Regions from separate parts of the Mus musculus genome. Here all the other regions are linked to region 2. The links are chromatin contacts, called in public HiChIP or PLAC-seq maps. All regions are on one chromosome and are shown on one strand. Each heading gives the region's core, a stretch centred on a gene start, on an enhancer-like site or on the middle of the called end of the contact. The rest is flanking DNA. Distances are from core to core; before and after follow the strand shown. Region 1 holds the start of 4930568G15Rik (RIKEN cDNA 4930568G15 gene). Region 2 overlaps Dpt (dermatopontin). Region 3 overlaps Sft2d2 (SFT2 domain containing 2). Region 4 has its middle 18 kb from the start of 4930568G15Rik. Region 5 overlaps Nme7 (NME/NM23 family member 7). Region 6 has its middle 7.3 kb from the start of Gm26685.

The links. HiChIP or PLAC-seq counts read pairs in DNA pulled down with a chosen protein or histone mark.
Region 1: an H3K27ac HiChIP or PLAC-seq map of thymic regulatory T cells shows a contact between it and region 2, with 4 times the contacts expected there. The contact joins the promoter of 4930568G15Rik here to the enhancer-like site in region 2. A contact is called at or near these places in 2 of 39 promoter capture datasets (the SN4741 cell line and embryonic stem cells), 1 of 484 Hi-C or Micro-C datasets (bone marrow-derived macrophages), 3 of 115 datasets of contacts at active chromatin or transcription factors (extraembryonic endoderm stem cells, pancreatic cancer cells and thymic regulatory T cells) and 1 of 9 other capture datasets (embryonic stem cells).
Region 3: an H3K27ac HiChIP or PLAC-seq map of regulatory T cell precursor shows a contact between it and region 2, with 3 times the contacts expected there. The contact joins two enhancer-like sites. A contact is called at or near these places in 13 of 39 promoter capture datasets (3T3-L1-derived adipocytes, cranial neural crest, embryonic stem cells and 7 more) and 1 of 115 datasets of contacts at active chromatin or transcription factors (regulatory T cell precursor).
Region 4: an H3K27ac HiChIP or PLAC-seq map of regulatory T cell precursor shows a contact between it and region 2, with 6 times the contacts expected there. The contact joins two enhancer-like sites. A contact is called at or near these places in 2 of 15 datasets of contacts at CTCF or cohesin (the NIH/3T3 cell line and large pre-B cells), 2 of 484 Hi-C or Micro-C datasets (bone marrow-derived macrophages and muscle stem cells) and 5 of 115 datasets of contacts at active chromatin or transcription factors (Th17 cells, extraembryonic endoderm stem cells, regulatory T cells and 2 more).
Region 5: a contact with region 2 is called in an H3K27ac HiChIP or PLAC-seq map of thymic regulatory T cells, with 9 times the contacts expected there. The contact joins two enhancer-like sites. A contact is called at or near these places in 3 of 115 datasets of contacts at active chromatin or transcription factors (cardiomyocytes, regulatory T cells and thymic regulatory T cells).
Region 6: a contact with region 2 is called in an H3K27ac HiChIP or PLAC-seq map of thymic regulatory T cells, with 3 times the contacts expected there. The contact joins two enhancer-like sites. A contact is called at or near these places in 1 of 484 Hi-C or Micro-C datasets (the HPC-7 cell line) and 5 of 115 datasets of contacts at active chromatin or transcription factors (the NIH/3T3 cell line, heart atrium, pancreatic cancer cells and 2 more).

What each region holds. Positions count from the first base shown.
Region 1 is chr1:165,090,439-165,094,840 of GRCm38.p6, forward strand. It overlaps 4930568G15Rik (RIKEN cDNA 4930568G15 gene), which reads right to left and starts at 1,492. Exons shown (of 5, transcript NR_040480.1): 1 at 1,448-1,492.
Region 2 is chr1:164,814,207-164,818,654 of GRCm38.p6, forward strand. All of the region lies in intron 2 of Dpt (dermatopontin), which reads left to right. Among named protein-coding and RNA genes, the nearest start is that of Gm32569, 11 kb to the left of the region's middle. Within about 2 kb of position 1,360, at least 89 of the 459 cell types and tissues checked have an H3K27ac peak or open chromatin away from gene starts, as enhancers often do. A contact at or near this core is called in heart atrium, muscle stem cells, regulatory T cells and 2 more, where this site is marked.
Region 3 is chr1:165,172,674-165,177,102 of GRCm38.p6, forward strand. Sft2d2 (SFT2 domain containing 2) reads right to left here. Exons shown (of 8, transcript NM_145512.4): 8 at 1,668-4,429. Among named protein-coding and RNA genes, the nearest start is that of Tbx19, 14 kb to the left of the region's middle. Within about 2 kb of position 1,713, at least 37 of the 459 cell types and tissues checked have an H3K27ac peak or open chromatin away from gene starts, as enhancers often do. A contact at or near this core is called in regulatory T cell precursor, where this site is marked.
Region 4 is chr1:165,107,917-165,112,319 of GRCm38.p6, forward strand. No RefSeq gene overlaps it. Among named protein-coding and RNA genes, the nearest start is that of 4930568G15Rik, 18 kb to the left of the region's middle. Within about 2 kb of position 2,970, at least 41 of the 459 cell types and tissues checked have an H3K27ac peak or open chromatin away from gene starts, as enhancers often do. A contact at or near this core is called in muscle stem cells and regulatory T cell precursor, where this site is marked.
Region 5 is chr1:164,412,180-164,416,707 of GRCm38.p6, forward strand. All of the region lies in intron 13 of Nme7 (NME/NM23 family member 7), which reads left to right. Among named protein-coding and RNA genes, the nearest start is that of Gm39690, 4.1 kb to the right of the region's middle. Within about 2 kb of position 1,637, at least 16 of the 459 cell types and tissues checked have an H3K27ac peak or open chromatin away from gene starts, as enhancers often do. A contact at or near this core is called in regulatory T cells and thymic regulatory T cells, where this site is marked.
Region 6 is chr1:164,493,637-164,498,292 of GRCm38.p6, forward strand. No RefSeq gene overlaps it. Among named protein-coding and RNA genes, the nearest start is that of Gm26685, 7.3 kb to the right of the region's middle. Within about 2 kb of position 1,310, at least 50 of the 459 cell types and tissues checked have an H3K27ac peak or open chromatin away from gene starts, as enhancers often do. A contact at or near this core is called in heart atrium, regulatory T cell precursor and thymic regulatory T cells, where this site is marked.

The DNA of each region.
Region 1 (4,402 bases), core at 242-2,741, 280 kb after region 2:
TCACTCTGCACTTGGTGTTTTGAGACAGTCATTCACTGAACCTGAAACATGGCCATTTAGCTAGCCTAGTTAGCCAGAGAGTCCCAGAGATTCTGTCTCCCTAACACTGGGGTCACAGGCACACTGCAGGCTCCAGCTTTTACATGGATGCTGGGATCAGAACTCAGGTCTTATCCTTGCATAGCAAGTGCTTTACCAACTGAGCCATCTCCTCAGCCACTGCTAAATGAGTTTTAAAGGGCATCAGTGAACCAAAAAAAGGCACATGCCTGGGGATAGTTTGTTTGGGCTTTGGGTATGGTCTCTTCCAGTTTCCATTGCAAACTGATCTTCCTTCTTGGGGAGACTGTTGGGGTCAAGGGTGCACACCTACTATACTGCTAAGAGGACAGATGAAAGGCAAGCCCTTCACCTCTCCTGGAACATGGGGTCAGGGAGACAGACTCTGTAACTGTTTTAGTTCAAAGACCTAGGCATTTCAAAGCACTGGACTCTGAGATAGTCTTTTTGGAGCCTTCTAAAGGGGTCAGATCCAGGCCTGCTGTATGCCCATGAGAAGGCCGTGCACTCCTGAGAGCCCGCACAGGGTCACATTAGGATCAAGGGAAAACCCTCTGTCATTTTCTCTGCCAACGGAAAACACTATTTTTTCCTAATTTGTTTAAAGCCTTAGTGTATGCTAATATCTGCAACAGACCAGGTACATTTTAAGAATTGTTCCAAATGGGGAAAAAAAATAGCTTCCATGAGTTTGAGTACCTATCATGTGCTAAGCACACTGCATGCATCGGGTCAGTATTTCCTTAAAGTTCTGTGGAGCGGACTTCAAATTTTGAAAAGCCCCTCAAGTTCGGACATGGCAGTTAGCTGGGCCAAGATCTCACAGCCAGAAGGATGCGGAGCTTCCTATCCATGTGGTGGGACAGTCTGTGGTGCCAATGCATGCCTCTCATGTATAAAAATCATAAACTCGACCTTTTCTGCATCTAGAGACTAGGGAGTGCACACTCATTTAAGGGGAATAGATGAGAAGCCCTATGATGTGAGGATGAATTTCCGGGGTCTCCACTGCACTGGCTTCTCATGATTTTCAGCTCTGTAATAGTTCCAGAGCAATTGGCTCTAGAGCAGGACTCCAGGATAATACACAACATGGCTCAACAGGAAACTTCCTGAGAAACGGTGGAAATGAAGAACTCTGTTAGAAGATGAACCCACGCTTCCCTTTTTCATTAACTGATTCTATGAAGGAAATCTGGTCCCCTACATGTCCTTCAGGTCCTTCCAGCATCATCCACCCTCCCCCGCCCCCGGCTGTCTTCACCCACACACGCCTAGTACCGGGTAGTAACGCCTTTGATTACCATGCTTTTTATGGGATAGTGAGATTCATTTTTAGCTCTTCCTCATTAAAGGAGAGAGCCTTGAAATCAGCACATACACTCACCGCCCCGGATCAGGTGAAGTTACCAGGGCAACGGCAGCCGCCTCTGACGTCACTGAGGGAGGACACCTCCGCAAGGAAGCTGCTGCCTTCACCAACACAGCCCCCACCCCGCCCCTGCTCAGCTCCTCCCCTGGCTTTCAGGTTTTTTGATTCCCTGAGTTGCTGAGCTCCCTGTGAGCGGTCTTCCCACCCCCACCCTTCTCACCCAAAGGCGGAAGAGAGGGCGCAGTCTTTATTACACTTACCTTGGAGTCCTGGCCACCCTCTGGCCAAAATCATCTGCGACCTCTTAAGAGGGAAGTGAGGAAGGAGTCCTGAATGTCTCTGTGCCCATTTATCTGCGACTTTGCTTTGGGATTCCAAGAAAGAGGAAAGGAAGGGACACTAAGGGATAGCTTATGCTCACCCCCAAAGCACCAATGGGCAAATTTAACCAAAGATAAATGAAATCCTCTTCTCGCCCATTCCCACCTTATGCTTAACATAATGTCTAAACACAGTCTTGCTCCAGTCACATGCCACAAAACAGACACCTCAGTCACCAATGAGCAAAATATAACCGGTGGCTCCTAATGACATTGTAGCCATGTTAACGCCAGTGCTCTTGGTTTTCCACACAACTACAAAGCAACCTAAGAATGTGTTTCTCATAAGAACCTCCCCCCTTGTCCAATGTCGCATGACAAGAACACACACAAGGTATTTATTGGGAAAGACAGAGGGCAGCTGCCTCTGCCTCGGTGAGAAACATCAGGGAACCGAGTGAGAGGCAGGCTTTTTTTTTGGGCGGGGGGGGGGGGGGGGTTGTCCCAGGGACGGGTAGGTTTTCAAACCCGGAAGTGAGTTGGATTTTCTTTTAAAAAAAAAAAAAAAGTAATACTGACGTGGTTCTCTTCTCAGACCCTGTGGAAGACGAGAAAAACAAGAGATTTAGGTTCCAAAAGTAGCTTAATGGGTGTTCCTATCTATCATATGAACCAGTTTTAGAGGAGGCGATCTCTCAGCTAAACCCATTACCTACATTCCATCTCTAGAAAGTAGGAAGAGAACCACAATCTCCCAGAGACCTAAGGACCTAGCCCTAGAAGTCTACAGCACCTACAAATAGCACCACCCCAGGTACCATGCCTTTAATGCGTGGACCTTTAAGGGAAAGGACCCATATTCAAACCACAGTTCCTAGCACCTACCCCCATATGGCTGGTCTCTACAAAAGGACTCAGAACTGAGTGGTTCCTTTACAGACCAGAATGAGGCTATCTCTGTCCTTTCTCCCCCCTTCTCTTTCCTATGATGGCAGAAGTGAAAGCAGGAGTTTTAGGTTCCTGTGTCACTGTGTTGAACGTGGTCCTTCACTGTTTTGTGAACCAAACTAAACATCATTTGTGCTGGGGAGCTGGAATGTCACTTCTCTGTTATAGCAGGGGGCATTAACCCAGACAGCCTTATAGCCAACAAGGATAGGCCAATGAGACTATGTATGCCATTGAGGACTTTGGGTTCTTAAGGACAGCACACCTGGGTCCAAATCTGAACACAAAACTTGCTCAAACTAGAGCAAAATAATAAGACACAGTAAAGCGTGTCAGGCCAGGCGTGGTGGCACATGCCTTTAATCCCAGCACTTGGGATCTCTGAGTTCAAGGCCAGCCTGGTCTACAGAGCGAGTTCCAGGACAGCCAGGGCTACACAGAGAAACCCTGTCACAACTGGGATTGGATGGAGAGGTGGCCTAGTGGTTAAGAGCATGTACTGCTCTTGTGGATAGCCTGAGCTTGGTTCCCAGCACACATGCTGGGCAGCTCCCAACTACCTGGAACTACAACTCCAGGGGGTTGCACACCCTCTTCTGGACTCCATAGGTATCTGCACTCAAACATTCACATACCTACACAGACAATTACACGCATAATTTAAAATAAAATGCATCTTAAAAGAAATGTACTAGTGGTGTTGGTGCTGTCTTTCCTCCAGACGACCACAGCAGGTTGGTATGAGGAAAGCAGGTTACACTTCAGCTTCTCCCTTGATCTTGTGCCATTGAATGTGGGAATGCTGGCCATGGGCTAACACTAGCTTCTGCTCAAAGGGCATATTAGACATGACTTGTCAGTGTGGGAAAACTCCCTGAGAAATTGATTTTTGGGAAATAAGATTTATTTTGGCCCACAGCATTTGACATTGCAGTGCATGGCTATGTTTCTGGGCCTGTGGTAAGTGCATCATGTCAGAGGGATGTAGAGTTGGAAAGCTGCCCCCCCCCCCCGGACAGCTGTGAAACAGAGAAGTCTGGGAAGGAAGGATCTGAGAATAAGATGTCCTTTCCTCCAGCTAGACCCCATCTCCTTTTAATTCACTTAGCCATTAACTCACCAGTGGCTTACCCTATTGATAACCTAGTACCCTCGTGACCCAGCTACACCGTTACAGCTGGGACCTAAGCCTTCAAGCTAACCCCAAGACTGGAACTTCAAAAAGGCTAAACCAAAAATCTGAGACCCAGATACTGGAGAGATGGCTCTCACAGAGGGTCAGAGTTTGACTTCTAGCACCCAGGTTGGATGGCTCATACCCACCTGTAGGTACAGCTTCTGGGAAGCCAACACCCATCATGTGGATAGACTCTGAGGTACCTTCACTCAAACATGCACATAACCCACACACACACATACACAAATATATATATAATTTTAAATCTTAAGGGACTCTTTCTAAAGCTGAAAGAAAACCACACTGCCCCTCTCCTCATTTCCCAGCCCAATGCTCTTCAACTCAAACTTTCCTCCACACTCAGCTAAATTAGTTCCGACCGCCTATCAGGGAAAACCAGACTGCTTGCTTGCTTTTAAAGTTTTTAAATTTATTATTCTTCTACAGCTTCATACATAAATTTCCACACACACTTCTCTTCTTCATCCCTCTTCCACCACTGCCATTCTTTCTTCTTCCGAAGAA
Region 2 (4,448 bases), core at 110-2,609:
GTCCAGTTTATAAGGCAGAGAGTAGCTTCGCTTAATTCCTGGACATTCCTAGTTCTCAACAACAAAAGTCAGTTAAAGAGAGCATTTGTCTCTTCTCTTCCACTGTGAATAATCCAGTCAAAGAAAATCTTTGTGAAATCGGGCACCTTTGTTCTGATTTTAACACTAGATGAGGTTTCTTGGCAAGACCATTCCTGTGATGCTGTGTCCAAGTCAGGAATGAGCTCATAGGCCTTCCGTCAGGGAGTCTGTCAGCCTGCCCTGGCTGGCTGGTCTCCTGTAGCATGTTTCCCAGAGGCCTGATAAAAAGAGGAACTGTACACACTGATGGCTCTGAGCTAGCATAGGAGCTATTATTGCAGAGATGGAAGCTCCTATATCTTGATAAAATGAATCTGGATGTTAGTGTTTAAGAGGGCACACTGCATGTGGGTACTCCTGTTTTTCACAAGCAGCCACCACCCTGCCCTGTGTACACTCATTCTGGAGAACCACAGCTCCCCTGAGCCTGCGCAGAATCAATTGTCCCTTTCCTCAGCTGGAGCAGCTGTCACAGTTACTGTCCCCTATTTATAATGTTGGCATCTATTTGCGCATATAGGAGATACTCCGTTTTGTGTTCAGACTTCAAACGCAGACACTTCAAAGATGTGTCTGATTGTCAGAGTATCAGCTCACCCAACCTGAGCCACTTAGAACAAAGCAAACCTGTCAATCACAGCCAAGTCCACTTCAATCCACAGGACTCTAGAAGACATCCTTCATTTCTTTATCCAATTAGTTACTAAATGTGAAAGGATAGAAAATATGTATATTTCACAGATTTAGGAGAAGTTCTGAACCATGGCTATTATATTGATTTATTTAGTGATATCATCCTTGTGCTCGTGGAGACCATGAGATATGGAAGCTGTGATGCTCTTCAAAAGAGTGAGCTTGATTCAGAAAGGTCCAGCCACTTCTAGATCCCATGTTATGTGTATAGTGTACAGCCACTTACCTTTATCACAGGAAGAAAATAAGAATACAGATCAAGTGTTAGGCAGCAACACAGCAGACATCTAATGGCAAAGTGAAGGAGGGGGGGGTGTTTGCTTTATTTGGAGGGAAGGAGAAGTTGGAGGTGAAACTGTCCTTGTTGATGTACAGCTCAGGGTAGCCAGGCTTATGACTGTCAACAGTAATCAAAACAAATGTGACCACTGCCGACCAGCCCTGGGCTTGAAGCAAGAGCTCGAGGCTCCCTTCCAAAACAGCAATTTGAAAAAAGTTCAGGGACTTTCCTCTTCTAATTTAAGTCACAGACATCCTGAGAACTGTGCTTCCGCTGTGTGGTGATACATATCTGAACCGTTTGAAATAGAAACCCCCAAATGCCACAGAGGATAGACACTAACATTTTATGTTCCCTCTCACAGCCCAGGTTCCCAGAATTCAGTCTGTCGACACAGACAAGGGCACTAATGTGACTGTAGAGGACATGGCATGTGGTCCTATTTGGCCAATGCCCAGCTCTCTGGGAGGGACCAAGACACCTGCTTCTTTGCCCCTGTCTATTTATATTTATTTTTTAATGTAAGTCCATTTGGGTTTTGTTGTAGTAAACATTTAACCTCAATTGAGGGTTTCTACCCCGTCTTTGATCATTCAGTTCTCAGATAAAGGACACACAACCTTTATATTTATATCCCCAATGAAGGATCTAGAGAAAAGACCCAAGGAGCTAAGGGGTTTGCAGCCCCATAGGAGGAGCAACAATATGAACTAACCAGTAACCCCAGAGCTCCCTGGGACTAAACCACCAACCAAAGAGTATACATGGAGGGACTCATGGCTCCAGCTGCTTATGCAGCAGAGGATGGCCTTGTTGGTCATCAATGGGAGGAGAGGCCCTTGGTCCCATGAAGGCTTAATGCCCCAGTGTAGGGGAATGCCAGGACAGGAAAGCGGAAGTGGGTGTGTTGATGAGCAGGGCGAGTGGGAATGGGATAGGAGGTTTTTGGAGGAGAAACCAAGAAAGGGGATAACATTTGAGATATAAATAAAGAAGATATCTAATAAAAATGTAAAAAAATAAAAGGGAAATATAAACACACACACACACACACACAGAGAAAACAAGAAAGAAACCAAAAGCACTGGAGCTGGGCAGATATCTACCCTATGTGTTATTATGTCTACTTCCCTATCAATAACCCTGAGTTATTACTTGCTATATTCCATCTGGGCTGCTCTTAAGTCCAATTGGCCAGCCCTCATGGTCATATTTTCATGACTCACCTACCCCATGGTGTCTTCTCTCTCCACCTTCTTCTCTCTCCCCTTGTGGTCCTCCTCAGACACCCAGTCCAAGAATTGAAGCTCCACCTTCCTCTCTCCTGCTCAGCTATAGGCTGTCAGCACCTTTATTCAACCAATAGTTTTCAATTAAGAAGCAAGTTCACATAGCATTACTTTGTGTATGTGCAGATTCTCTCATCCCTGGGACAACCCGGCCTTGGAGGTCAGTATGTGGCGTCACAACACCTAGCAAAAGACCAAAACCCCAACAGTGTTTTATCATTCTGTCTTTGCAAAAATAGCTTGAACAAGTCGTGATGTAGTATGGATTTTGCATGTCAGAAAGTTATCATCTTTGATTTACATATACATTGTAAGCCAGTCTTAACATATCAAGCCTATGCTTGCTTAGTGTCTCTTCTATGCTCTGTAAACATTAGCTCATAAAATACGTGTATGATGCCGTACACCAATGATGCCTCAAAGACATCTCCATACCCACCAGCCAGTGATGCACTCAGCAACTGTTCATCCAGTCTAGTGGTACCTATTGACAAGATCTGTGACTCAAAGGTCACAGATGGGAAAGTCCTGTGTCAATCTCCCTTCGGTTCAAACTGAGTTTTTTCATATCCTTTAAGTTATTCCTGTCTTATCCATCCCTGTCTGTGCAAGAACTTATACAAATCTTAAGTTTTCCACTTCTCTACGTTTTGGAACAAAAAATTGAGACGCTGTACCCCAACAGATACTTTTTGAAAGTGTTAGGAAAGTGTACACGCATGGATGTGGTCACACGCACATGCAAACACACACACACATGTGAATATACATAAACACAGTGGATTTTTTGATGAAAAGAGCATAAATATGCCCCCTATATTTCTCAGAAATACTTTAAAATACACTAATTTCTTTATTACACTGCCCTTCTTCTCCTCTTGTCAAGCCGCAGACGTACTTGTTTATTTTACCTGGGCTAGAAATGTGTGCCAATGCTCTGTATGAGGGACTTTGCCAAAAACCTGTCTGAAACTGCACAATGATTCACAGGAAAGCTGAAACCACACTGAATCTTACTCTTATCTGCATGGAAGACAATACTGTGTGCAATAAAACATTATCATCCAGTTTCCGCTGCCCTCTCTTGACTTTCTGAAAAAGTACATAAACTTTGTCTCAGTTTTAACCCTGTAAGTTTAAAGCCTTTTATTTTCTTGATTAACTATTACTCAGGCTTTTATTTATTAGGACAGTGTGTGTGTGCACGCGTGCATGTGTGTATGTGATATCATAAAGAAGTAAATAAACATATATCTATTGGACTAAAAAGATGGAATCCTAGATTAAATTGAAAAGAAATTCTTGCTGCGGGTGGTGTTTGGAAGGCTCTTATTTTATTAATGATTGAGACCGTTTCTGTTTCCATATCTTTAGTTTCCAGCCTCCTTCACTATTTCCCCTAATTCAAGGTTCGGGAAGAAAGTAAGTTTGATCTCCTGGTTTTATGATGAAAACTAAGCAAAACACAACCAAAAATCAAAGTTAACACTAATTTGGACCAATACCAATGGCAGACACCTCACCTTCTCTGGGAAACTCTAGAAAGTCACTGGTCAGCTGACTCTGCTACTGCAGAGGGAAACTTCCTAGAAACCTATGCACTGAGCAGAAGGCTCCCATCTGCTCACTAAATTAATAAGAAATCCTCACCAGAGAAACCATTAAGGAACTGTTTGCCCCTCTGGAACCTAAGCCCTTTGATGTTTATTCTAAGTGCAAATTTTTCTTTCCGGCGGAGGAGACTGGATTGCACACTGGGAAGAGCCTGAGCATAGGAGATGTCAGAACCCACCCCCACAGTGACACACTTTCTCCAACAAGGCCACACCTCCTAATAGTGCCATTCCCCTTGGGCCAAGCATTCAAACACATGAGTCTATGGAGACCAAACCTATTCAAACCACCACACCATGGTTCCATCTACATTTAGCCTCAATTAGCACAATCTGGAAAATTCCCTCCAAGGTGACTCTAGACCCTTTCAAATTAACAATCAATATAAACCTAGTCATAATCATTTCAATTGATTTTATGCTCTAATAATGAGTTATGATCCAGTTTGAAACAGCACCCTGGCTAACTTGAATAGGATGGAAATAGTTCAG
Region 3 (4,429 bases), core at 463-2,962, 360 kb after region 2:
ATTTGTACAATCACAAACCAGTATGCACAGTTCTGAGTGCTGTGCAGCTCCTAAAGGAGAATTATCAACCTCAGAATTAGCAAAGCCTAAGCAAGAATTATGTCGTTAGTAACACCACGATTTGTGGCTAAAATAGGAGCTGGAAGTCGTTTCTCCTCATCCCTGTTTTTTCCACAGCCTTATTGAGCTAAGGACACCTTGCAGTAACAGCAAGGGTGAAAAGCCAGAGGTCAGCTAAGGGACTAAGCCTGTCTATCAAAATAAAAACCAATCTTTATTAATATAGAAATATCTACTTTTCTAGCCCTCTTGGTAAACCTAATTTTTAACTCAGACTGAAAGCCACATGCTGGAAATGTCCTTGGAAAGGAGATAACAGCAGCCACCTGTGTGCTCTAGGGGCGCGGGATGCACATCCGCTGGTCCGCCTCGAGAATGTTGATTTACCTGCTTGAAAGACAAAATCTCGACAGTGAGAAAGTAGGAAAGCAGAACTTATTTTGGGGAAGTCCAGGTACTTTATTCAAATGCAAATTGTAAAGCTGAGGCTAGTCTCCAGCCTCCTGTCAGGAGCTGGCTCAGAGAGTAGCTTTTTTCAGAGCCTGAGTCCTCAAGCCGACTTTTAAGCAAAAGAGGAATTTTAGTCCTCAAGGTGATACTTTAGAAGATTTAGAATCTGTGTTCATCTAACAAATTAATTTATCTGGCAGCCACTGCGCTCTATCTTTATCTCGTGAAAAAACACAAACTGAGTCCCTACCCCAAATTAGAACTGGATCTGGACCCTTCTATTCGTTAGTCAGGGGGTCCTTCTATTTTACCAATGTATTAAGTGACCAATTGCTCTTTAATAGCTTTTTCCACTAGCTGTAAGGCCAGCAATCCTTCTGAGGTTAGGGATCTAGGGGAAGTGGGGGATGTGCTCTGAATTAACTTGCTAGGTAATTTAGAATATAGGAATCTCTAACATTGGACTGAATATTAGGACCAGTCTAAGATTGAGTTAGAATGGCTGGTCACACTGAAGAAAGGAGAAAAATCATTATGACTCTATTAAATGACTAATTTTACTAAGTCTGAATATACAGTCTCTGATGTACTATTGCCATAAAGTTAAAAGGCTAGAAGCTAGTCTAAACTGGAAAAATGACAAGTAAGGATGGATCTAAAACATGAATTTAATTTAGTTGGGGCCAATTGTTGTGTCCGGCCAGCAGACCACAACCTGGGTTCTAGCCTGGAAAGGCATTTTGGAAACCTGGAAGAGAAGAGGGGCTAGGTGGCGAGAGAAAAGAATGTAGCCAAGACAGTTACTCTGATCAAGGCTCAAATTTTATTGTTGCGACACTAGTTATGAAGGAAGGGGGAGGAGACCCGATTCCCGCCGAATAATCTCTGGTCCAGTAGAAAGGTGCACGTGTGTGGCTCCGCAGGTTCCAGCAGTGGGTGTGGCAGACCGAATGAGCAGGAAGCTCCACCCCTGAGCAAGCAGGTTTCAGGCTAGGGGAGGGGAGACTACAGCAACTGTGTGTGTGCGTGGGGGGAGGGGTGGGTAGGAGGTTAAACAAAACTACAATGTGTACTGTACAATAAGACATCATCCTACAGTCGTTTGCTTCAGTGAGTCCCAGAGAAACAGACGTGAGTAAGAGACAACACTACATTTGTTAAGGATCATAATGCTACCATTTATTGGAGAAAAGAAAGGGGAGGAAACAGCTGTGCAAGGGAGAGGTAGCTCTCCCCAGCAACACTCTTTCTCTATGAAGGGAGGAAAACGAAACCACATGAACCAGATCCTCAAGACAGAAAAGGCAGTATTCAAGAATATATTTTTGTATATAAAATTTCAGTTATACAATCCGTAGCATTCAAAATCAACTATACCTACACAATTATAAAAATTGTTTGTTTTTTTAAACAAAATGTTTTGAAAGCTCACTGTATGAGAACAGGCACAATGTTCTAAAGGCATACAAATCCACCACCGGCATTTGAATTTGGTTTTACTCCCAGGGAGTGTGCCCAGGTGCCCAGGGCCCACACAAGGAAGCCAGTGCCTTCATCAGTGGCTTCTGCACACCCTCACTGGCAACTTCACAGTCAGAATTACAAAGGACGGAGTCCAGGGAGGCTTGCTTTGTTTACCTTGCCTTCCTTATTCAAGGTAAAGCAAAGACAATGAAAAGGCCAGAAAAAAAAACATTTTTTTTGAACATTTAACAGATGGAGCCATGTGCATGGGTCCAAACACCAGACTTGGTCTTTGATTATTATTATTATTATTTTAAAGATAGGGTCCAATATACTCTAGGTCCTCCTGCCTCTCTCTACCTCCCAAGTGCTGGGATATTGGCATGCACCACCATGCCCAGTGTATGCATTTCCAGGGACTGAACCACAGGCTCCATGCTAGGCAGGCACTCTAGACATGTAGTGCCATTGTTCTGAGTACAGAGCATGTGTCATCATTTGTTCTGATGCCATGGGCTGACCTCTCAGCTTCAACAGAATTCCTATATACTGGGCCTATTTTTCTCTGGTTTCAGATCAGCCAGTTTGCAGAAAGCCACTCTGTGCATCCCGAGTCTACCTTGTCAGTTACCAGCTCCTGACAGAATGTATCTGACTTGATATTGTCAGCTTATATGAAGGAAGGCTCTGCCACCAGCTAATTTCAAATGTCTCCCACAGTCACAGCAGGGCTGGAAATACTCAAAGCAGAACACTCCACCCCGAGCAAACTGGGATTAAACAAACTCCACTGCGTTCCCCCTTCGCTAGCCGAAAAACACACAAGATCTCAAAGCAAAACGTGAACTGGCAGGTACTTTAAGATCACCCCCTAAGCAATCCTTTTAATAAAACTTCCTAAGCAGCTTAGATTTCTAGGGGAAAATGTATATTTGCAATGAACTTCAGCTAAGGTTCATTCACTTTTAAAAGGATGTTATCTATAAGCACATTATTAAACTTATTAAAAAAAAAAATACTTGAACAGTAAAAACCAAACTGCCACAAAGTCTAGCAGGCATCTTTATACTGCTTTAAACACTGATTTTATTTTATTTTTAATTAACTAAAAATAAGTTTTAGGCTTGGTTGTAATTGACTCTACTGAGAAGTTACCAGAGGAAGAGTAAAGTCAGGAAGTAGGCAGAGGGTGCACAAAGGAAAGGAAATCCACAGCCATGGGTGCACCTCGACTGACCAATTCATTCCACCAAGTCTCATCCCGTGCACGGCAAAACCTGTCACTCACGGGGATCCCAACAACAAAAGCCAAACCAGCCCCGCCCTTCACATCCATTTCAGATACTGCCCCGATGCTAATTATTTATTCTAACCAAAGTATTAAAGAGTAATCGTATATGGAATGCAATTCATGATTTCATTTCTTGTTCTCTCAGCCTACGGTGACTATGTGGAAGGGGGGTGGCAATTAAGGCATAATCCACAAAGTCACCATGAGAGAAACAGACACCCAAGCACTGAAAAGGCCAAGCTGGGGATGCATCTCACCCTTCCCCAAGACAAGATGCCTAAGAGCTGGGGTCTGAGCAGCAGCCACACAGAGGAGCAGGAGAGACAAAAGCTGCCTTAGGCTTGATCTGTGAAAAGGGACAGTGAGAGACAGGATTCAGTGGACAGGCCCCCACCCCACAGCATCCCAACAGTCAGCCTGGAGTAGAGGTTGGACCAGCCAAGGGGATCCGAAGCTACTCTCCTGGTCCAGAAGGCACAATGGTGTTCTCAGTGAAGCACTCCAGACTGCAGCCCAGGGAAGGCAGCATCAGGCCCACACCTGGAAACCAGCCTGGCTGAGGACCACACTGCCTCTACAGTGATCACTCAACAGTCCCCATTGGTTGGCAACACAGGGATGCCCTGCTCCATGGGTGTGAATGGGGAAGAATTGAGGGTAGGGAGGAGAAACAGATAACACCAACAGCCACAGTCAGAGGCTAGTTCTCCACTTCAGCCTCACTCACTAAGTTGCTTTTAATCAATACTACTGGCTTGGTAGGAGACTTTAGCAGATATGAAGTGGCTTTCTTCCTTCTATAGTCCAGCAAAAGCAGGGTCAGAAACAACCTAGGGTTAAGGCAACTGAAAAAAAAAATCTGAGAGTCTGGAAGATTCTGGAAGACAGTCATCCAAAAACTGCTTAAATGTGTCCAGACACAAACTGTTGAAGCAAACTGGCCACAGGCTGTAGGAATTAGGCCAAAGCCTTTTATCCAGACTTGATCTCAACCTAGACCACCCTCACTGAGGCCCCTGCTCCTGGGAGTTTCTGAGACCACTACTACTTTATGATGAAGGCAGTTATCCGTTGCCTGACAGTCACTGTGACCATTCAGTGAGACAATGCATGACAGTCTACAGTGATGGACACAGAATATGCTAGACAAACTGACAGGCAGGC
Region 4 (4,403 bases), core at 1,720-4,219, 300 kb after region 2:
TAGTGAAAGAGTCCATTGATTGAGATCCAGTCAAGGACTCCCCTGACCCCCAAGAACTTTGCTGGGTTGCCTGCTGGGTGCCTTCACCTGGCAATGCCTGCCTGACTGCTTCTGCTGGGCTGAGCTGGACAAGGACACAGCTTTGTCTCAGGTCATTCAACTTTAAACCCGTTAGTGACTGATTCTCATTTGCTGTTACCTGAAGTTCAGCTCCTGCATCTTGGTCTTTTCAACGCTTCCAGAGCCAGTCTGCCATTTGCCTCACCTCCCACGTGACCTTGGGAAAGGTCTCCAATCACTTTGTCTTGTTTCTTCTTCTAGAAAATGAGAAAAACTGGGCAGGACTCTTGTGGTCTCACCACAGCAGCACACACCAACTCACCATCCACGATCCTAGAGTTTTTGTATCTTCCCAACAATTCCAGGGTTGGATGGACTGTCTCATAAGCCACACAAGACATAGGCTACAGCAGCCCGAACAACCTCTATCAACCAAAAGATACAGGGGTTAATCTAGAGAAGATTTGACTCTCAGAGCCTTAGTCACTGTTCTAATTGTGTGAAGAGACACCAAGACCACAACAACTCTTATAAAGGAAAGCATTTTTTAAAAAAGATTTATTTACGAGTGTTCTGTCTGCATGCCTGCATGCCAGAGAAGGCATCAGATCTCATTATGGACGGCTGTGAGCCACCATGTGGTTTACTGGGAACTGAGTTCATTTAATTAGGGCCTTGCTTACAGTTTCAGAGGCTTAGTCCATTATCATCCCATCAGGGAGCATGGTGGCAGGCGAGGCAGGCATGGTGATGGAGAGTAGCTGAGAGCTGCATCCCGACCTGCAGGCTTTGAGAGGAAGGAAGACTTGGCCCCGCATGAGTGACATCCTTCATCCAACAAGGCCACACCTCCTTATCCTTCTATTCCTGTCTATGAGTTCCACTCCCTGGTGGCTAAGCATTCAAATATATGAGCCAAGGGGGCCATTCTTATTCAAACCATCACAGCCAGCAAATAGGATACGGAAGAATCTGAGCAGATAAATCCCCTCTTCTCTCCAGGTCCATGGATTTCTGCAAGGCACCATCTTTCCAACCCAGGACCACCAAGGAGGAGACCACACAAGTAGCTGATAGACGTGCCCACTGTGCCACCCCTGGATTTGTCATATGAAGCAGACAGAAATGCAACACCTTCCCCTGTCTCCTGTTCTCCCTCCCTCTCTCCCGTTTTTATCACCCTCGGTATCTTCCCAGTTAAAATGTGAGTATTAAGTTCTTGTTTTAGGCTATTTTCTAGGTAACTTGGAGGTGAAGGGAGAAGACATTTGACTGGAACAAACAAGAGTAGACCTACACCACTGCCAAGTCTCCTATCCCCATTCAGCTGGTTACCAAGTAACGGATAACCTGGTTACTAAGTAACGGATAACCTGGTTACCAAGTAACAAGCATTGAGAGGCCTTTCCTACTTTGCTCTCCCTGGAGCTGAGGAGATAATGGCTGTGCTGACAACTCATGACTTAGCTTAGAACCTTATTTAGACTCTCAGCAGGCTATTTCACTGACCAGTGAGCCGATAATGAGAAAGAAACTCAGACAGTCTATCTGATAGCAGAGCTCAGCTCTGAGCCAGAGTGTGTGTACTTTCTTCCCTGCAGCCCTGCTTTCTGTTGTCCCTGCTTGAGCCAAGACCTAAACACATCACACCCAGCTGATAGCCACAGATAGATGAGTTAGCTCTGGTTCCTGCGCTCAAGTGACTCAATCCAGAGTCTAGGAGGACCACCTAAGCGCAATGGCTACAGAAGAGAGGAGAGCCTGGGGAGGGTGGCCTTCCCGATCTAGTGTCCCCTCTGAGATGGAGATGCCATGAACATCTGAATGAAGGGGAAGTACTCTGAGGAGAGAATGCTGGACCCAGAGAGAGCTCAGGAGAGAGTCGGCTCCGGGTTCCTACAATACAGGGCACACTGAGGCTATGACGCTGTGGCTGGGAACACTAAAGAAGGCATCGTAGATGAATGAGTTGATCAGAAAGTTCCTTAGTCTCAGCTAAAAGACTCGGGATTAGCCATGCCTCCTACTTCATGGACATGCCGGATAGTAAGCGTCAGACGTGAACATGTCCCGTAGCCATGTCCCGTGGTGGATACTAAGATGCAGAGCTGAGCACATGCCTCTGTTGTTCTGCAGAAAAGCTACCATCGAAAGCCATGGGTATGCCTAACACATGGGTGTGCCTAACACATGGGTGTGCCTAACACATGGGTATGCCTAACACATGGGTATGCCTAACACATGGGTATGCCTAACACATGGGTATGCCTAACACATGGGTATGCCTAACACATGGGTATGCCTAACACATGGGTATGCCTAACACATGGGTATGCCTAACACTCCCAAGAGGAAGAGCCAGGCCTCTACAGGCTCAGATTTGGTGTCTAGCTAACTGTGGAGGCTCTACTAGTGCCCTGCTAGCACATCTTCTCTCATATCCCCAACCCTATCCCATGGATCCACCATCTATCTATGGCCCCACACTGCTGGGCACTCAAGTGTCCTTTACCCAAACCCCGAGTGAGAACGGTGGGCATGATTGTTCTATAGAAGTAGGGAGAGCTTTTTGTGACCCATTCTCCAGGTTGGGAACCTAACAGTCCCTTTCACTTCTACCAAGTCCCTTGTATGGATCAAACCGTCTCAAAATCAAAGCAGTGGGTCAAAATTAGGCGTGGATGGGCTGAAAACTAAAAGAGCTCATTTACCCACCTAACTTCCCACTATGTGGAATGGTGGTAGCTGTCATAACACTGACCAAAGCTGGCAAAGTGACAAAGGGTTCCATGCTCTTTGTCATTTTAATCTCATTTCACATGCACCAGCTGCTGTCAGGGAGAGCCAAGATCCTCAGGGGCCCTGTTGCCAGCTCCTTCAAAGCTACATCTATTCCCAGACTGCCGCATGACCTCAGTGGGTGAAGTGGTTCCTTGATGTGGTAAAGTGCCCCAGACAGACAGACAGAGACAGGAGGCAGGAGAGGTGGCCATGAAGCACTGTGACAGGAGCTCCCAGAGATAAAAGAGAAAGGATGAGATAAGACTCCCCCGTTCAAAGGGGAAGTCTGCCTCTTTGGGTGTCATTCCCAGCTTGGAGTGTTCCCAGTTTGGTGAGTAGGTCAGTATGTACATAACAGAATAAACGCATACCTGCACACACATGGAACATTCATACATACATGATATTTTAATAATAGATAATATTATATTGAAAATTTGTCTAGGGTATAATTTTTTTCTTATCTCATTAGTTCTCTTCTTTCCAGGTAAGATTTTCTGCCCACCTCTGAGTTTCATGTGGTGGGTTTCCTCACTACAGAATAAAGGATGTGTTGTGAAAACCGGTTAAGAAGGGTGTGGAGGCTATCTCTTTCAGAGCGACCATGTAGCTCTGTGATCTCCACATTTGTCTGAGATCTTAGACAAGCAAACTTCTCCTTCCTGGAGCGTCTCTTTCAGCTTTCTCTGAGGCTCAAGGTATACCTTGTCATACGGACGGACGGACAGACGGACAGTCTACCAGTGATGCTTGCTGCACCGCCCTCGCTGAGTTCACTTGCCTTTCTCCCTCTTCCTTCCTCTGGCAACTGCCAACTGTTGTTTTTCTTTTAATTTTTTTTAATAAAATTGTCCTCAAGCTTCAAAAAAAATTGAAAGACTTGTGCAGATTTGTCACACAGCAGCTAGAAATTGTTCTTTTTTTTGGTAAACAACACAATCTCAGGGTTCACAGTGTGATCAAATATCCCACAACACCCAGATGCAGAACTCTCCTTTCCCTTCCACAGATAAAATGGATAAACTAAACAAAAGGAGACATAGAAGAAAAAACCAAAAAGCAAAAGAAGTTGTGCTGAAGTACTCATCCAAAAGAGAAAAGAGAGTTTACCAAGACAGAAGATGGAGAGAGCAGGAGACGGGGAAGAAGGAGTAGGAGGCTAGAGAGAGAGAATGCCAGGCAGGGATGGCTGAGGGGTAAACACAGTTGCTTCAGAGCCTAGTGACCTGAGTCTGGCACACACCTAGATCACACACTATGGAACATGCACTAAGGCATGTGCGTGTATGTGTCTGTGTATGCAAACACACACAAAGTAAATAAATAAATGTAATTTTTTTTTTACAATTAGAGGAAAGGAATGACAGATTGACAAGATAAGGAGAAGATAGCAAATCTTGTATAGAGCATCCTTCCCTGACGGAGAAAGAGTGTGACCCAGTGGCTACATCAAAGCCACCTCCGCACAAGGACTTTTGCCATCATGCCACCTGTCCAGCAGCTAACGGTCTTATCTGCTTGAACTACTGCAACAAAATACCAAAGCCTGATCACTCTATAAA
Region 5 (4,528 bases), core at 387-2,886, 400 kb before region 2:
GACAGGGTTTCTCTGTATAGCCCTGGCTGTCCTGGAGCTCACTTTGTAGACCAGGCTGGCCTCGAACTCAGAAATTTGCCTGCCTCTGCCTCCCGAGTGCTGGGATTAAAGGTGTGCGCCACCATGCCCGGCTACTTTATTTATTTTTATCTTATGATGAGTATATTGCTTATGGTACACACAAGTATACTGTGTGAGCACAGTACCCATGAAGGCCAGAAGAGAGTGCCAGACCCCTTGGAGCAGAAGATGTGAACTACCATGCGAATACTAGGAACTGAGCCAGGGTCCTCTGAAAGAGCACCAAGTGCTTTCAGCCATAAAGACATCTCTTCAGACCTTTGTGACTGCTTTTAAAAATTCAGCCTGATGTAGAATTTATTTATTTATTTATTTATTTATTTATTTATTTATTTATTTATTTATAGTCTTCCATACCATCTGACTATTGATTTTATATTTGCTTTTAACTTTTTTACAATTTTGATTATCATGTTTAATTGTACATAGGTATGTGTGGTTGTGTAGGGATATGTGTGCCTGAGGATGCCCCAGAGAAGCCAGAGGTGTTGGATCTTCTGGAGCTGGAGTTACAGATGGTGTGAACTGCCTGAAGTGGATTCTGGGAACTGAACTTGGGTCTTCTGCAAGAGTAGCAACTCCCTTAATCAATGAGCTATCTCTCCAGCTCCAATTTTGCTTTTTTATCTGTGTGGTATCAGTGTAAGCTAGCTTGTAAAGAGGCTTGGCCTCTCGACAAGAATTGTTCTAATCTAAGTATTTTGTATGCATTCGCTAAGCTAGAGCAAGAATGCAATGAAGTACATGAGATAACTCCTTTTACAACTGAGTTACTGAAGCCGCTTTCTCAGAGCCACTCATCTGGGGCATGACATGCTACTGATCGAACCCGGGCAGTGTGGGTCCAGAGTTTGTTCCCTAACCTCATGGCTCTCTGTGCAGTCTCTTGAGCACGTGACGGAGCAGAGAACCACAGTAGAAGGGCTAACTGTGAGGGAGGACATTACCAAGGAGCTAGAATTCTCGGTCTCCTAAGAGAGAAGCAGAAGGATTGAGAAGCATGGCCCACCCTTGTTTACTTTCATTTTTAAGGCCTCGTTTATTTTATTTTATTTTATTTTATTTTATTTTACGTGTGTAAGTGCTTTGCTTGCATGTATGCCTGTGATGTCTGCACCCCATGCGTGCCTGATGCCTGAGGGGCCGGGAGAGGGCACTGGATCCTCTGGATCAGGAGTTACAGGTGGTTGGTGTGCTACCGTGTGGGTGCTGGGAACCAAACCCAATTCCTCCGGAAGAGCAACAAGTACTTTTACTTATTAAACCATCTCTCCAGCTTCCTCCTTATGTTTTTTCCCCATACTTGTTTCTTCTATTTTAAATGAAAATTACAAAATTACTTAGTTTATAATCCCTCAGTTATCGGCTACTGTGCCGCCATGAGCAAGAGCCCTGCAGCTCTTGTGCCTCTCTGGAGTGAGAAAGGATCATTTGAAGTTCACTCCGCTTACCTGTGAGGAGAACGTCGTCGCTATTTGTTAAGTGAGTGCACATTTCTCAATGCTCCTGTTTGATGAACAAAACCACATCCTGTCCGTACCTCTCCTGCAGCACTTGACATTCGGGAGTAGCACTGTTCACCCTATGCTGTTTCTCTTCAGTGTAGAGCTCTTGGAGAGCAGGCACCACGTGCTTCCCTGTAGCCCAGGAACTTAGCACCTAATTCTCAGTAATAGAATTATTGACAAATGGTTGTAGAGATAAAGATAATTCTTCTTGGGTTTGACGCTGTTTCGTGGGAAGGAGCTAGAGGTAACCAGACAGGGTGTGCATTGTGGTCTGTCCTTAGTGCGTCAATCACTGCAGGGTTGCTGTGCAGTCCTCCAAAGGGTTTCGCTGTAGTCCTAGTGAGTCAATGTACAGTTAGAGATAAGCACGCTCATTTTTCCTTAATTCATGAAGAATGCCTCTGTGGCCCCAAATCATGGATGCATCAAAGCTTTCATTTTATAGTGTAGATAAAATAAAATATCAGAAAGCAGCTGGGCGGTGGTGGCACACATCTTTAATCCCAGCACTCGGGAGGCAGAGGCAGTCAGATTTCTGAGTTTGAGGCCAGCCTGGTCTACAGAGTGAGTTCCAGGATAGCCAGGGCTACACAGAGAAACCCTGTCTTGAAAAAACCAAAAAAAGAAAAAAAAAATATCAGAAAGCCTGCCTTAGACATTATGACTGATTCTTTTTGTTTGTTTGTTTGGTTGGTTTTGGTTTTTTTGAGACAGGATTTAGGCATGTGCCACCACCGCCTGGCATTATGACTGATTCTTGAAAAATACAAATTTGTAAAGCATTTGAGGGAGAGTAATGTAAAGTTCACAGCCTGCAATAATATTAAACATTCTGTCTGCATGCTCTTCAGCTCTCCCCGGGGCTCCTGCACTCACATTTCAGCTTTGTCTTACTTAGCTCAGTGTGCACTGTGTGTTAGATACCATTATTCTTTCTTGAAGTTTTAAAAATTCAGAGATATATAGGTAGATATCTATAGCATTCTATAGTTTTGTTTTTCAATTCATTTTAACTTGAGGTAGACATTCTGGTTCAATGGCTCTTCAGTCTTCTTTTGGGCGGTCATTTTATATATTGGACACAGTTTACTCTATCCATGGAACTTCCCATCACTATAGTGCCCTGGAAGAAAGCTGCATATGGACTCTCAGTGGGTACTCCTAAGGACTGGAGAAATGACCCTGTCATTGAGGGTACTGGTTACTCTTCCAGAGGACCTGATTCAATTCCAGAACCCACATTGCAGCTCACAGCTGTCTGAAACTCCAGTTCTAGAGAATCCAACTCCCTCACAGAGACATGCATTCAGGCAAAACACCAATGCACGTGAAGTTTAAAAAAAAAAAATAAAAAACTGTTAAGAGCATTCTTTCAATGAAGTTTTTGATATTTCTTTCACTGCCTCTACTGTACCATTTCCTGGGCTACAGTCGCTACCTCCAACAATAAAAGAATCTAGCGCAGGAAAGAAGAGTGCGTGAGAACAAATGTGGTGAGAACAAATGTATGGACTAACCCTCTCATCAAATTGCATCAAGTACACAGTGAAAACCCATTACACGTGCTCAGACTGTTATATAATAGTGGTGTGCAGGTGATAAAACATCTGCCCTATTAGCATCTTCTATACAACTGCAAATTGCCTAATCCACTGAGTAAATGAATCACTCCTGCAGGTTTAAAGCCACAAAATCATTTCTTTGCTTAGAATATCAGTTGTCCAAAACTCTGAGCAAAGTCCTCCCCTTCACCTGTTGCACATTAACTCCATGGTTACTGTATAATCAGTACCTGAGAGCTAAGATCTGCTGCTTACAAGTCACACAGCAAAGGGTTACGAAATGCCACACACAGGGAGCATGGTGGGGCTCTCCTTGATGCCCTTGTGCTGGTAGATTTCTGAGCTTGCCTTCAAGTTGTTTTAATAAAGAATCTTTTGCTCCGTTGCCTGTGTGATAACTTTTCTGTAGCAATAGCAACACCAGCATTGCTAGCTCGGCATTCAGTACTTGGTTGCCATTTTCCCAGGAGCTCAGTGACCTGGTGACACGGCTGTTTTGAATAGCCTTTGCAGACATATTCACTGGCTGATAGATCTGTTTTCTTAGCTGAAGGGTGTTAGCCATATGTCCCCTTAGATCTTCTACATTATATACTTTGCCCCTTTTCGCCGTTTTATATGTTTACTACGGCCACCCTGTCTAGGGCTGAGTAAGGCAGTTTCCACTCCCAGTGACTTTAATGGTCTGTAGGAAAGATTGTCATTGAAATGGGTCATTTTCCCCTCACACAGTAAATGCTGAGATCCTTCGCAAGTGTCATGGCATCTTAAAAAAATTTAGCCTTTTCCTAACATGAAAGTCAGGTGATATTCTTGGAGGATAAAGGTTTGCTCTGAGTATTATAGACTGGATTTAAGAAAAAACAAAAACAAAAGGATCCCATTATTCTAGCAGAGGAAATGATGTGCATGCTAAAGAAAGCCATGGATTCCATGGATCAGACTCTAAAATACTAGAGGAAGGGCAGGCAACAGGGGAGGTGGCTAAGGCTCGAGCTATGAGCTTGTTTCCTCTCACGTTTGGGAGTTTTAGATTTATTCATACATTTAGACTCAGAGCTAACTCCTCTACACTCTTTTGAAAGTGGTGCACATATTCACCGTCTTATGAAAATGATTCATAGCTTTTATTAGAACTCAGCCTGACCCGCAATCCAAAAACTATTAAGAATATTTGCAGTGAAAAGTCCTAAGGGGCCAATGCCATAGTTTTCCATAGGTAAGATGAAGTAGAACATTACCATGGCCCTGTTTCGAATCTCAGGAAATGTGGTGCATTGAACTGTGCTAATTCAACAAATTAAAATCACCAGGAAGATTTCCTTTGCAAAAACAAAAATCACTACCCCATTCACTGACTATTTTATTGAGGACCCT
Region 6 (4,656 bases), core at 60-2,559, 320 kb before region 2:
AAACTCAAGAATCAGACCTACTGGCTCCTGCCCTCAGTAGCCAAATAACTGTCTCAGACTCCTCGTTTGAAAGGAGAGCAGGATGCAAGAGAGAGCAAGCTTTAGGGGATTATTTGCAAAGATTGCAAGCTCGTTCTAAAAGGTGTTTACTAAAATGAAAGCTAAGTTCCCATCAATGATAATAAGCATGAGTATAAAACTCCAGCAGGAACCAATTTGTGCAGCATAAGCTGTTGGTTCGGAAGGGAGGAGCCACTCCATTACAGAAAGAAGTTTTAGAGAGCAAGTCTCTATGCAGGTGAGTACACAGAGGACTGAGTTACGGGTTATTATCTCTGTTTTATAAGTACACCTGTGGAAATAGCGTTAATCTGTCCAAAGGCAGGTGGGGGAATTTTAACTCAAGCCTTTCTGAGTTGCAAGAGATTCCACCACGTGGTATAGTTGTTTGCAAATTTCAGACCTCAAACTGGGTCCATTTTCTCTTTTAAATTTAGAGGCTGGGTGACAAGGCTGAGCAACAGGAAAAACTGTTATTCTTGGCCCAAAATAGGAGACAAAGAGATAAGCCTCCAGAGCAGTCTGTTTGGGGTTCGGTAGTTTCGGATTTATGGTAGCAGAGCGGAGGGGAGGGACAGGCTCACCTGGGAGGGTGAATATTCAGGGCTCCTCTGTGAAAGGACAAAGAATCCCAGGTATTCTGGCAGTGACCGGTGCCTGCTTTGCTATTTGCTCCTGTCAGAGCTATTCCCAGTTGCCTGGTGGCAGTTGTTAACCTTGTGGTCCTGGGGTGGGGAAGACATTTGACATGTAAATGAATTGTGATGGTGTCTCTCCCTACTCTGGCAGCCATGTTAGGGCTAACTGGCTCACAGGCATCCTGTCCTCAAAGAAAATAAATAGGTCTAGGTATCCTTAGGTAGGAAGTCCAGGCAGCTGGGGACTGGGGCAGGGTAGCTTAGTGTTCCAGGTCCTAGGCCATATATATTTTCATGAGTGCCCTGCATAGCATCATTGTGCTTTGCAACCTCCCTTGGAATAAGGAAATGTGAGAGCTAAAGTTACGTTTCAGGTTTAACGTATTGTGCTTCAGCAATCCATAAAACAAAAGAGCCTTTAACCTGCAAACCCCACTTGCCCAAGGACAGATGACTTTCTGGAATGCTGGAGGCTGCTCTTATAAGATAACAAAGCCACCTGTTTTCACCTCTATAAACAAGGTTGGTTGTCTCAACAACACAGGATGTGCTTGATCACACACAGGCGGTAGATGTGAACGCAGGAAGTACATCAGAATGTATGCTTGGCCCAATTGGACAGAGGCAGGAAGTACGTAGCCTTGTGGGGTTTGCCTGCATAAGCACCTGACTAACATAATTCTCAGCCATTCTCTGGGAATGGACCTGGCTAGTGTCCATGTTCCTGGCTGGTATTTAATAAAGCTTGCTACGAATTTGGCTCAAAAAATTGTGGTAGAGGCTTTATTCTCAACTAGTGGTATTAACAAGCTACTTTGTATGAAAGTAGATACTTCAAATGCTTCATTTACTTTACAGAGACTGGGCAGGGATGGGGCCAGAGAAGGAGAGGGGAGGAAGGTGGGAAGACAGAAATAGAGCAGGAGAGCTAGGTGATACCTAGGAGAGAAACTCTAGTGTGTTAGCATTCCTTCTAGGCTCCACCCCACAGTTCCTTGGCAACAGGTATGCCTGACTCACTATAAAAGGGCGGTTTGGCCCCTCCTCTCTCTTTTGCTCTTTTGCTTTCTTGCTCTCTTATCCTCTTCCTCTCTGTCCCTCCTCTCCCCATCCCCCCCCCCAACCCCCACGTGCTCATGGCCAGCCTCTTCTCCACTCCACTCCCCACGCCGTAAATAAACTCTATTCCATACTATACCTGTCACATGGCTGGTACCTCAGGGGGAAGGGATGCCTCAGAACAGGTTCGCAGAGGCAATCCATCCCCTGCACCATACCACACTTCTACCAAACCTATCCCTGGCTTCCTTTTCTTTTTATAAAATACTACACAGTGGACATGATAGACAATGGCCACCTGAATTCTCACATGGTAGGTTGGCTTTCTCTCCTGCCACTCCTATGCCCCATCCTTCTCCCCCGAGTCATAACAATTCTGTCTCCTTTTTCCCAGTTCCTAGCCTGCACAAATCTAAAGGTCCTGCCCTGTTTCTCTTTGCTTCACCATTGGCTGCTGGCATCTTTATTGATCAATCGAAACCAACTTGGGACAAGGGCCTTCAGTGTTTGGACATGCAGATTCCCAACTAATCAAAGCCTTAGAACCAATCCCCAACGAGGGACCTTGGTTTTTATGTGAAAGTGTATAAAAATGGTCTATATTGACCCATTTAGCAAGACTAAAGAGTCCATTTGTTTTTCTCTCCCATCACTAGTACATCTCACCATGATATAATCAGGATTTAATACCAATACAGTCAAAAGAAAGGGTGTTTTTATCAATATAATGGTGGTATATATTGTCCTCTTATTGTCACCTATGTGTCTACTCTCACTACATCCTTGACTCTTGACAGCTGTTATTTTTCTCTTTATTTATATAATTGTATCATTTCTAGAATGTTCTCTAAGTGGCACCGCCCAACTTCTCTGCATCCTCACCAGCGTTTAGTGCTCTCACGATTTTTGCTTTAGTCATCCTGATAGGTGTGCCAAGACTTCTCTATGTGGTTTTAATGTGTTCACTTCTAGTGGCTTATTGTGTTGAATATCTATCTATTCATGTTTTATTTGCTATTGAATATTGTCCTTGGTAAAATGACTGTCCATAGAGTTTGTCTATTTTCTAACTGTATTGTTCACTCAGAGTTTCGAGAATTTAAAAATTTTTTTATTCTAGATTCTAGTCTTTGGTTAGATATTTAGTTTGCATGTATTTCCTCACTCTATAGTTTGACTTTCTGCCCTCTATAAGGAAATTAAAACAATTTTAACAAAACCAATTTTTCTTTTCTTTGTTTTTACTTTCATCATCAAGAGAGAGTTGTGATATGCACGGTGGCACACACCTGTAATCCTAGCATTAGGGGTGCTAAGGCAGGAGAATGGAGAATTTGAACCTAGCGTGGGTTATACAGTGGACGTAAGAATTCAGGATAAGCCTGGACTACATAATAGGGAGCCTCTGTGTATGGGGGGTGGACCCTAACATATCATATATGGCATTTTCTGTGGGTCTGTTTCTAGGCTCCCCACTGGGTTTTATTCGTATTTGCATCTATTCCACTGCCAGCCCCACTACGTCCTCCTTGATAGCTTTCAGTACTGGGTAGGTTGTTTCTTACATATTATTACTGACTTTGCTTGTTAGTTTGTTTGTTTGTTTGTTTGAGACAGGGTTTCTCTGTGGAGCTCTGGCTGGCCTGGAACTCACTATGTAGACCAGGTTGGCCTCAAACTTAGAAATCTGCCTGTCTCTGCATTGCAAGTGCTGGGATTAAAGGCATGTGCCACGGCTGCCCAGTCTGATTATGTTTCATTAATGTTATTCCTTAGTACTTCATTTTTATTTTAAAGTAATACTGTATTTTTTGTTGGGAGCCATTAAGACAACACAATTGTCCTGATCTCTGAATTGGGCCTACCCCCCCCTACTCCATCCCCCCCCCCCGCTCCCCCCCCTGCCCAGAGGAAAAGCGGGCCACAACACACCGATCCGAGAACAACCACAGAATGTTCCAGCCTAAGTCATCGCGGATGTCCTGACCACACCCTGATACCGCCAAGTTTCTGCTTTCCGGTGTAACTGCCTAAAGAATGTGCAATTCTATTGCCCCACCCCTCCCGCTGATAAGTACCTGTATTTCCCTTTTTGCTTATGCAATTCTATTGCCCCATCCTTCCTGCTGAAAGGCACTTCCCCTTTTGCTTGTGCATTTAAACCCTGGGCCTGGCTAATAATACATTGGGGCCTTGATGCAACTCAGAACGTTTCCGTGTTGTTATTCGCACAAGGCCCTCGTCTCTCTCTACCCCCCCAATTTGGTTCTTAGGAGAAGGTCCCCTCGAGACCCTCGAATAACTGGACCTGCTGGACAGGTCAATTTTTGAATCTCAACATCCATTTTTTACTGCTGGTAAATAGACATAAAATTGATTCTGGTGTGCTTATGTCAAATCCTGGAACCTTGCTGAAAAAAAAAATCTATTCACGTGAAATTTGCCCAGCAGAAGTTCAGAACTGCTTGGGACTGACGGCTCTCCTACATCTCCCTTTAAATATTCTGTAGCTGGTTTCTAGCTCTATGAGTCCTGGATAGAAGGAGATTTTACTCAAGGCTGGTGAGCCATGCCCAGAGATATTCCCATACCTCTTTGAAAGATATAGTAGGGAGATTTGGATTTCTGAGCTGATGAGATTCCGATGGGGTTTAGATATTGCTCGTACCACAATGGATTGAGACTCTGGGGTCCTTACTCAACCCATGGCTTCTTTTTAGAGTATTCCTAGGCTTTAGTTGTGTTCAGTGGGGACTAGGGAAAGGGCTGTTTATTCCTATAGTTACAAAGACAACTGGAACATTTGGAAAAGATTGCCTAAGAGATATATAATCCGTATTTAGACTAAGGGTTGTCCATTGTGATTTTATGTTAACACAGGGGCACTGAAAGTGTGTGT